3 separate regions of the Mus musculus genome follow, and all the other regions are linked to region 1. Evidence: chromatin contacts called from public promoter capture Hi-C data. All regions are on one chromosome and are shown on one strand. The core of a region is the stretch at or near the end of the contact, and the rest is flanking DNA. Distances in the headings are between cores, read along the strand shown.

The links. Capture Hi-C pulls out chosen DNA fragments and counts their contacts.
Region 2: a contact with region 1 is called in a promoter capture Hi-C map of liver. The contact joins the promoter of Pomt2 here to the promoter of Snw1 in region 1. A contact is called at or near these places in 6 of 39 promoter capture datasets (the C10 cell line, the HPC-7 cell line, macrophages and 2 more), 3 of 484 Hi-C or Micro-C datasets (CD4 T cells, CD8 T cells and muscle stem cells), 1 of 115 datasets of contacts at active chromatin or transcription factors (trophoblast stem cells) and 2 of 9 other capture datasets (adipose tissue and liver).
Region 3: a contact with region 1 is called in a promoter capture Hi-C map of liver. The contact joins the promoter of Tmed8 here to the promoter of Snw1 in region 1. A contact is called at or near these places in 1 of 39 promoter capture datasets (pre-B cells), 4 of 484 Hi-C or Micro-C datasets (CD4 T cells, CD8 T cells, LSK cells and 1 more) and 2 of 9 other capture datasets (adipose tissue and liver).

Annotation. Positions count from the first base shown.
Region 1 is chr12:87,470,601-87,473,759 of GRCm38.p6, reverse strand. It overlaps Snw1 (SNW domain containing 1), which reads left to right and starts at 1,461. Exons shown (of 14, transcript NM_025507.2): 1 at 1,461-1,512. The coding sequence starts at 1,499.
Region 2 is chr12:87,146,193-87,149,351 of GRCm38.p6, reverse strand. Pomt2 (protein-O-mannosyltransferase 2) reads left to right here and starts at 1,450. Exons shown (of 21, transcript NM_153415.4): 1 at 1,450-2,181. The coding sequence starts at 1,724. It overlaps Gstz1 (glutathione transferase zeta 1 (maleylacetoacetate isomerase)), which reads right to left and starts at 1,645. Exons shown (of 9, transcript NM_010363.4): 1 at 1,508-1,645. The coding sequence starts at 1,522.
Region 3 is chr12:87,198,587-87,201,745 of GRCm38.p6, reverse strand. Tmed8 (transmembrane p24 trafficking protein 8) reads left to right here and starts at 1,517. Exons shown (of 6, transcript NM_001033475.3): 1 at 1,517-1,660. The coding sequence starts at 1,543. It overlaps Samd15 (sterile alpha motif domain containing 15), which reads right to left and starts at 1,238. Exons shown (of 4, transcript NM_001290288.2): 1 at 1-1,238. The coding sequence starts at 1,203.

The DNA.
Region 1 (3,159 bases), core at 212-2,711:
TAATTGTGTTGTAGTAAAATTGCTGTTCTCTATATAACCATGGGATGATTAGGGATCATCAGGGTACAAGCACCCCAAACGATATGTCTCTGTGGAAAATGAGAATTGACTGTCAGAATACATATCCATCCCTTTCTTTCAATCCTACATCCTAGGTTTTGGGCTATGCCTTTCTGATTTCCCACATTCATTATTTTAACATTGCCCTCAGTAGCCTCTTTAGTCTCTCATTACCATAGAAAACCAGTGTGTGGCAAGAAGAGTCCTTTTGTTTGTTTGGCGTGGTGATTTACTTATGCTTAGTGCAAGGTGTGGTACTCTCAGGAGGTATGGCATTGTTGGAGGAGGTTTGCCACTGTGGATGTAGGACTTTGAAGAGATCTATATCTACTCAAGCTCTGCCCAGAGTGAGACAAGCAGTCTCTCCTTACTGCCTTCAAATTGGCTTGCTGAACTCTCAGCTCCTTCTCCAGCACTATGTCTGCCTGGATGCTGCTATAATGATAATGAACTGAACCCCTGAAAATTTAAGCCAGCTACAAGTGATATTTTCCTTTATAAAAGTTGCCTCAGTCATGGCATCTTTTCACAGTAATGGGTACACTAAGACAGTTTGGTTTTAGTCTTTTGAGACAGGGTTTCTTTGTGTAGTCTTGGCCATCCTAGAACTAGCTCTGTAGACCAGACTGGCTTTGAACTCACAGTGATCTACCTCTGGGATTAAAGGCATGTGCCTCAACTGCTGGACTAAGAACTGTCTTTCTTGAGCTGCATTCAGTGGCAAAGACCTTTGATCCTAACACTTAGGAGGCAGTGTCAAGCTGATGTCAGATCATGACCAGCTTGGTCTATAGGAAAAGTTCCAAGGCAGCCAGGACTACACAGAAAAACCCTATCTCAGAAAGAAATAATTGTCTTTCTTACCTGTCTCAGTCCTACTTCAGCTCCAAATTATCAGCTGAACTAAATCTACGCTCATTGATCTTAATTTCTAGCATCTTCTTTATTTGCCACACCCCACACTGTTTTTTAAATAATTCATTCGTGAAGCAAAATTTAAAGTAGATGACTGTTAACACAACGATTAACTATATGCACGGAGGGTGGCTTATAGTGGGGGATCAGCCAGACTTTGCATCCTATTCAAAACTCTTAAGCAGTACTATGTGTAGCGGCCTTAAAGCAGAGTTGGATAATAGTATTAGCGTCCCAAAATAAGGCTTTATATCATATTTTGTATTATCACTACTGACATGTTAAACAGAGACCCTGTAGCCTGTAAAATCTACAGAAGTAAGGAATTTCGTATGCTAAGGTAGTTGTTGCTAACGCACTTTCAACAGACTGGCTGTCACAAGTCTCTCTCAAAGAACTACAAGGCCCAGAGGGCCGTTCGGTCAGAGCGCCTGCGCAGTGAGCATTTTTCCATTGTGTTCCTCGTTCCCGGGCAAGACTCGCCCGGCGACGTTGTGGCCTGCGCAGGAAGAAGCGGAAGAAGATGGCGCTCACCAGGTGGGTTGTTGATTTGGGTCCTCGATACGGAAGGGTCTGGAGTACACATCTTTTCCTTTCTGCCCGTACTGTTCGGGCTGTGACCTGGCCTGAGGCGCAGAAGTAACTTAGTCAAAACCGTGGCTGGAACCTCTCTCGGGCTTCCTCCGCGACTAGGCCGCGCCGAAGCCGGGGTCTTTCCTTCGGGGCTTCCCGGGTTGAGTTCGCCCCCCCCTGTTCCGAGAGCCCTGACATGGCCTCGCCGCGAGGACCTCACATGTGCTTCGCGTAAGCGGCGCGGTAGATTGACGAGCGCCTTGTGGACTGCGGGCTGAGATGGTTGCACTGCGAAGCCGCGGCTTATTTAACCCCGCTAAGCAAAGCTCGCCCGTCTCGTGGGAGGCTTTCCAGCCGCTTGTATGTTTTGTGCTTCTCATTTTCTCCTGCTACTCTCTCTCTCCCGAAACAAAGATTTTTGCAAAAAAAAAAAAAAAAACAAAACAAAAAAACAAAGAGTTGGGAACGTCCGAGAACCGACCAAGTTTTTTTTTAATTGACAGCAGTAGGGGCTGCTGTTGACTAAATGCGCGCCGCTCCACCTTTTAACTTTGGATCTTAGAATTTCTTTTGTACATAGAACCACCTCCGGCTTTTGCTGTTCCTGGTTGCCCTGGTTACTGTATGTAAAGTGTTTCCAACCTTTAAGGAAAAGAAAATGCTAAGTGGGAGACTTCCAAAAAGTTATGTAACTCCCAACTGCTGTAAGTGGAAAAACTTTCCATGCAAACTCAGCTGGAAAAGTCTGATTTTAAAGAAGGTATTCACTTTAGGGCCTTGGATTGTACCTGTTAAACCCACTTCTCATATTTTTTCCTGGCTCATAACAATATGAATCCTAAGAATATTTTGGTTATATGAATTAAGGTTTGTTGTCCTGCTTTGCCCTAGAGGTAGTATATGTAGAATGAAAAAAAAATTTTTTTTAAACCGGGAAGATGGACAAGTGGGTACACGGATGAAAATAGTGCAGGCGGGAGGATCTCAGAGTTCCAAGGCCAATCAGGTCTGTATAGGTAGTTTAAGGCCAGGATTTAAAAACAAAAACAGAATAACACTGACCTGGTTAGCTTTAACTGTCTGCTTAACACCTGGTCAAAAGATATCAGGTGAAAAAATTGCCTAGAACAGATTGGCTTATGGACATGTCTGGAAAGGATTGTTTTTCTTGCTAAGAGATGCAGGAAGATCCAAACCACTAATGGCTGCTCCATTCCCTAGGCGGGATATCCTGAACAGTATAAGCTAGATGAGTATAAGCCACTCTGCCAACCAGCAAGCAGCTTACATGGTGCCTAGCCTGCCTGCCTGCTTGCCTCCCTCCTTCCTTCTCTGCAAGAAAGCAAGTCCCTCTTGCTCTTGATTGTCTGTGGGATTTCACTAGCTGCCTTGACATCTCTCGTGGGTTTTAACCTGGAATTAAAAGCCAAATGTACTGGCTGGGTTTGTGTGTCAATTTGACACAAGCTCAATTTATCACACAGATAGGAGCCTCACTTAAGGAAATGCCTCCACGAGATCCAGCTGTAAGGCACTTACTCAATTAGTGATCAAAGGCGGGAGGGCCCAGCCAATTGTGGGTTGTGTCATCCCTGGGCTGGTAGTTCTGGG
Region 2 (3,159 bases), core at 201-2,700, 320 kb after region 1:
CTGGAACTCACTTTGTAGATCAGGCTGGCCTCGAACTCAGAAATCCGCTTGCCTCTACCTCCCGAGTGCTGGGATTAAAGGCATGCATCACCATCACCCAGCTGGAATCTTACCCTACATCTATTATTATTTTTTTTTCTTATATATCATTTTAGTTTCTTTTCCTGCTGCTATGATAAAATGCCCCAACAAAGGCAGTCTAAAGAAGAGTGGTTTATTTTGGCTTATAATTCAAGATGTAGTAAGTCACCTGGGGTGGGGGTGGGGTGGGGTTTGGGGGAAGAGCAGCCTGAAACAGCTGGTAAGTAACCTATGCATCCACAGCATGAAACAGAACAATGCTGTGTGTTGGTGCTTGGCTGACTTCCCCCTTATTATGGGCCCAGCCAGACCCAACCCAGGGAATGGTGTCACTCTCCCACATCAGTTAACCTGATAAAGACAATCCTAACCCTCTCTGCAGAGCATCTGGAGGCTTGTCTCCTATGTGCTTTTAGATAAACAGGGAGAGAAATCACAGCTAAGCACTAACAGCAAACCACCTGGCGATTTTTGCACTTGAACAGCTACTTTTTAATATCAAGTAGAATGTCCGTTTAATTAGCACCGGGAAGGATCATGTTTCCAACTCAAACATGCATTCTGGCGACTTTAAATTTGCAGTTTTTCTGTTGTGGGAGACTCGGCCCATGCTAGGAGCTACGTCAGAGTTGCGTACATCCCTAGCTGTTTTTATACCATTTCTTACATGATTAAAATCCTGAAAAATCACATCTGTATGTGGAAAATCTATATTAACCGGATGCAATGTCCTTTGCATCTAATGTGCCGCCTTCCTACATATCGGCCCTCCTAAGAGACTCAATTTTAAGTCTCTTATAAAACACACTCGCAGCTCCATTCCAGCAATGGCTTAAATACAAATGGCTCTAGGGTGGACTAAAGAAGTTCGACTTAAACCCTGGACGCTCCATATGCCACAGCCTGGAATCCCAGCACTTGGAAGGCGGGGGCGGGAGAGTCAAAGTTCAAAGTCAGGTTGGGCTGCACAGCAAGATCGTTTCTTAGAGCCAAACCGACAAAACTAGAAACCTGAGCAGATACTACAAGTGATTATTAACGTCGTTAAAGAGTCACATCTTTCCCCCTTGCCTTTGGTGCATGCCTGGACCACCAGGTCCCCTGAGAGACATACGAAGGGCGCCGCGAAACTGCAAAGTAGGGAACCATGTTTGAAAGCCCTAGAAGAGGTCTGTCTACCCGAAGCAGGGAAAAGCGCGATTGGACGCCCCTCAAAAGCTTCCAAGTTTAGCCTTCCCGGCCCAATCTACCACCACCATAAGGTTCAGCGGCCAGCGCGCAGGTGTAGAGTGAGCGGGCGCCGAGGTGCACGCCGGGAGTCGTTGTGGCGCCACGCGAAGAAGCGAGCTCTCAGCCCCGCCCCCCCCCACAGCTCTTCTCCGCGTTTCTCAGGAGAGACCCTCATCCCCGGACGTGGGGCACAGACCTTCCCGGCTTGCATCTCGCCCGGTCGGCCGGCCAAGAAAGTCAGCTCTCGGGACTAGAAGATGACTGAGGCCTAGCGGGGTCCAGAGAGCGAAGGTTGGACTAGATGGCCTCCCTCCTTCGGGCTGGCCCCGCCCCCGCCCCCTGAGCTGCTGGGAGTTGTAGTTCATGAGCCGACTCGAGTTTGTCAGTCCTTGGTTTCCCTCCGCCTCCCGCAATGCTCTACGCCTCAGGCCGCCTCTTAGCTGCCCGGGCGGCCACCACACTTTCCGCCCCGCCCAGAGCCCGGGGCCCGGCGCTCCGCGGCAAACGGAGGGAACTACAAATCCCATGGCACCTCGAGACGCCTTCTTATGACCCCTTGACGGGGCAGCGGACAAGACCCGGCGTGCCTCCGGCCCGGAGGGTGATCCTTCGGAAGGGGAGGATGCCGCCGGCCATAGGCGGTGGCCTAGCGGGCTCCGAGCTGCGTCCCCGTAGGGGCCGCTGTGTGCCGCAGGCTGCCAGAGCCGTGAGCCGAGACGTGGTCCCCCAGGCTGCAGCACGGAAACTTAAACGGCCTGCTTGGAGCTCGCGGCGCTTCCAGGCGGCAGGGTGGTGGGCCACGTTGGCTGTGGTGACGCTGCTGTCCTTTGCCACCCGCTTTCACCGGCTGGACCAGCCTGCTCACATCTGGTAAGTGGCGGAAAGGACTTGGCGGGCACCATGGCAACTGAGAGGGAGTGACGCCACCCTCTGATTGGCTTGAGGGCGCGAAGTGGGCGGGATTCATCGGAGGCACGACAGGTCCTTGGCGGTAGAGAAACTCAGTTGTATTTCGAGGGGAGTAGGGGGTGGCTGGGGAAAGCTTTCCGGTGTGTCAAACCTCGGAGAATAGGTTTGCCCTGGTGGGGGTCCCACACTCGGAGTTTGCAGGAGTTGTCCTCATGTCTTCTAGTCACCTGGCTTTAAAATGGTGATACTCAGAGGTTCTTTGAACTTGGCTGAGAAATTAGTAAATTCGTAGAACATAATTTTCCCAAAGCGTGATTTTCAAAGAAAAAGATTCCTATAGAGTAAGGATAGTTTGGGTATCGGGAGATGGCGGCACAGATTCTGAGCAACAGGTCTGGTGTTATCCTGTGAGAATTATTTTCTAGGCCTTACTTTGTATGATACAGATGGTGGCTTGAGGCTTGGTTCAATTCCATTTCCCAAGCTCACAGAGTTACTTGATCTTTAGCTGGAAGGGATGTTTTATCTTCTCTATATCACCAAACAGAAACTTAGCATAGAAGGTGTCACAAGTGGATCTTACTCAAGAGCAAGCAAACACACTGACAGGGCTGCTCCTATAGGAAACTAATAAATTACTGTGAAGCTAATTAATAAATTAGGTGCATTTTATGACTGTTGGGAGCTGTAACTACTGGGTTAAACACAAAGGCGTAATCACAGGAAGGGGAATGAATATCAGCACCTTTAGAGTTAGGTTCTTCCACCCCCTGTCAAATCCTACTATACATGACTGTATCCCAAAGAGATAGGTGTACCCACAGTGGGTTACATAATGGCCAAGGACTAACGAGTTTGGGAAATCTATTTTAACACTCACAAGCCTTAATTAGCTCTGTTCTCATAGGAGACATTGCCATATCTCTTATTGCAAGCACA
Region 3 (3,159 bases), core at 268-2,767, 270 kb after region 1:
TTTAATCTTGGCTGGTAATGCTAGCTTATCTTTGCCTGCAGGATAATTAGGTTTGCTTGATTCTGGTTTGTCTTCCTTGGGGAGGTCTCTCTCCTCTTCTGGCTTGGGTTTATTTGGTAACTCTAGATTTTTCTCGGTTGGTTCTGGCTGCGACTTCTCTTGAATGTCTGGATCAGTTATCTGCTGTGGCTTGTCACCCGTTTTCTCCGTTGTCTTTATTAGTTTCTCCTTTGGAAATTCAGTCTGTGTTTGTAGCCCCGGGTCCTTGTCCTTACTTGGCTCTATTAATGTGTCCTTTAATTTAGACCTTTCACTTGATTTTCTCAGCTTGTGCTTTTGAGCTGATGGTTTCCGGTCCCCTAATGGTTCTGGAACTTTCTCCTTAATGGACTCTTCTTGTGTCTCCTCTTGGTCATCTAGTAGTTCTACAGTAATCTGTTCTAGCATCTCTGGAAATTTTTCATCAAAAGAGCTTTTTTGTGCTTTCTTTGAAGCCTTTAATGGTCTCTTTTGTGAGAGTTCTAGACTTGCTTCATCAATGGGTCTTCTTGATTCTTCTTCAAAATCCTCCAGTGGCCCTGAGACTTTCTTTTTAGTTGACTGTCTTAGTTTTTTGTCTGGGAACTTAGTCTGCTCAGGTTGCTCTGTGCCTGACTGCTCTGTGGACTTGAAGTGAGGTTTGAGATCTGCTTCCTCAGTAGACTTCCTTAGCTTCCGGTCTGGGAACTTAGGTTTAGTTACCTCATATGGCTCTGTACTTTTTTCTTTAATTGACTCTTTTTGTTTCTTTTCCGATTTGGTCATCTTGGATGGAGGTAGAGCTTCCTCTTCAACTGATTTTCTTAGTTTTTCACTTCGAATATCTGGTGTCTTCTGCTCTGGATCTATTTTTGTTGGTAGCTGTGTACCTGTTCTTGTAGGTGGTCCTTTGAACACACCTACTGAAACGTCCTGTCGTTGTAGGTCTGGCACCTCATGATTTTTACCTACGGGCACCAAATCCCCCTTGCGTGTCCTGGTTGGCTCTAGTGGCACATTTCCTACATTTCCTGGGTCTCGGTCAGTATTTGGGGACAGCTTAGAGCTTACCTCAAACAAGGTGTCTGCGTTAGCATTATGTAATTTACCAGATTTGGTTCTTTTAGGCTGCAGACTCAGACTCTCATCGGAGTCAGAATTATAATCTCCTGAGACTTCAGACATGTCAGTCGATGCGCCCAAGGCCTCCTAGCAACCTCAACTTCCGACAGCGTCTCTATGGATACCACGATTTCCGGCGGGGTTTTCCAGACTCTTCCCGAGATTTTGTCGATCCTTCCAAGTGCGGACTGTAAAAACCGGCGACCGAAAAAGCACGCCCCCCCCCCCCCCCGCCCCTCTCACGTGTCAGGCCAGCGCTACCCTCTGCCGCCCAGCCGCTCCTTCCGGCCCGTGGCTCGCTTCGGCTCCGCTCGGCTCTCCTCTGCCGCGCTCGCTTCGCCTTCGGCTGTTTCCGGAGCCGCAAGCCGCTGGCTGCGGAGCCGCTCCCGGCGCGGGCTGCAGATGTCGGACCGGCAGGCAGCTGAGGGGCCGGCCTTCTGGAGCCCCGCAGCTCGCCGAGGGTCGGCGGGCGGCGTCGGGGACCGACGGGGAGTGGAGGAGAGCCAGGCGGCCGCCTCAGGTACGCAAGGCCCCGGGCGCTGCAAGGGTGGGTGCCTCTGGGCTCGGGGCCGCGCACCTCGGGCGACCGGGGTCCCCACCGTCACGGGGCCCGCGGCTGCGCTCGAGGTCGTTTTCTACGCGGTTTGGAAATGCCCTGGTTCCAGTCCCGCTCCCTTTCTCGGAGCACCCGGCTTGGCAGTCCGGCTCCTTCCGCCGCGCCTCTTTGGCTTCAGTCGGGGTCCGCATCCCACCTCCATTCCCGCCGCTCTCACCCCTGCCCCTGTCTTTGGCTCTCCGCGCGACCCCACCTGCCTTTCCGCGCGCTCCTGCCGGCGTCTGCTGGGGCGCCCGCCTTCCTCTCAGAACCCCGCTTTGCCCTAGCGTAGGCCCCCGCGCCCAACCTCCGTCCCTTGCATCCTTGAGAGTGGGAGAGATGGAAAGCAGCCAGAATAAGGAGGCTTTGAGGTCTCGAAGGAGCCTGATAGTGAAAGCAAAGGCAGGAACTAGAGGCTGCAGTAGAAATTTTGGTGATGTCTCTCGTTCTCCGAGATCCACCCCTCCTCTTGCTTGGGCCGGTGTCTCCATTTCAGACCACACAAGTTCCTTCGTGTGATTTTACTTAAGTGTCCAAAAGCTATAGGCACAGTCTATCGCGCTGTTACCTTTCAGCCTTGTGACCATCACAGGGGCGTGCGACTAAAAGGATACTTTAGAGGGGAGAGATCTGGTCACACTAAGTGCAAGTGATTGGTTTTATCGAGATCTCAAAGTAGCTGTCACAGTGACTGAGGTACTGCTGTGGATTCCTGATGCTTAGTTGGAATGTGAATCCTCACTTTTAGTGCCCTTGGACAATTGGTTAAACTTCTCTAAACATGTCTGAGTTTCCTCTTGTATAAGATGTGGGTTCTAAAAGTACCTGTGCCTTACAGCATCGGTGGGAGGATCGTGAGCCACTGTGACTAAAGTACTTGATGTGCAACCCAAGATGCCCGCTGTACAAAGCAATTGGAGGAGATTAAAGTCTGATTTAGTACAACTAAATTACTAGAAAAGGTATTCCTGGTTGCTATCTTTCAACATAGTGGCTTTTCTCCATGCCCCTGGTGTGTGGTGCTGCACGAGCACCCCTCCCCCCCCAGCTGTGAATCACGGACAATATTTTTATTGAAAACATCCTAATACATTTTGTCTTTTCTATTTTTAAGGGTTTTTTTTTTGTGCTCTGTGGTAAACAATGCTAACATATATTTGATATTATGGTAATAAAAATTCTAATTAGGGTGGGATGTAGTTAAGCGGTAGAGTTCATTTTCGAGGCCCTGGGTTAGTCCCTAGTGCTACCAAGAAAGAAAAGGGGAAAAAAATTAAGTGTACTTTCTGAAAGATTATAAAGATTAAACATATAAGCCCTTATACAGGTATATGTTTTATAAGCACCTGTCCCTTATATGTGCCAATAATTATAAATTACATACACATTAACTTGTCTTTCATTTTCTCACTTTGTGGTGAACA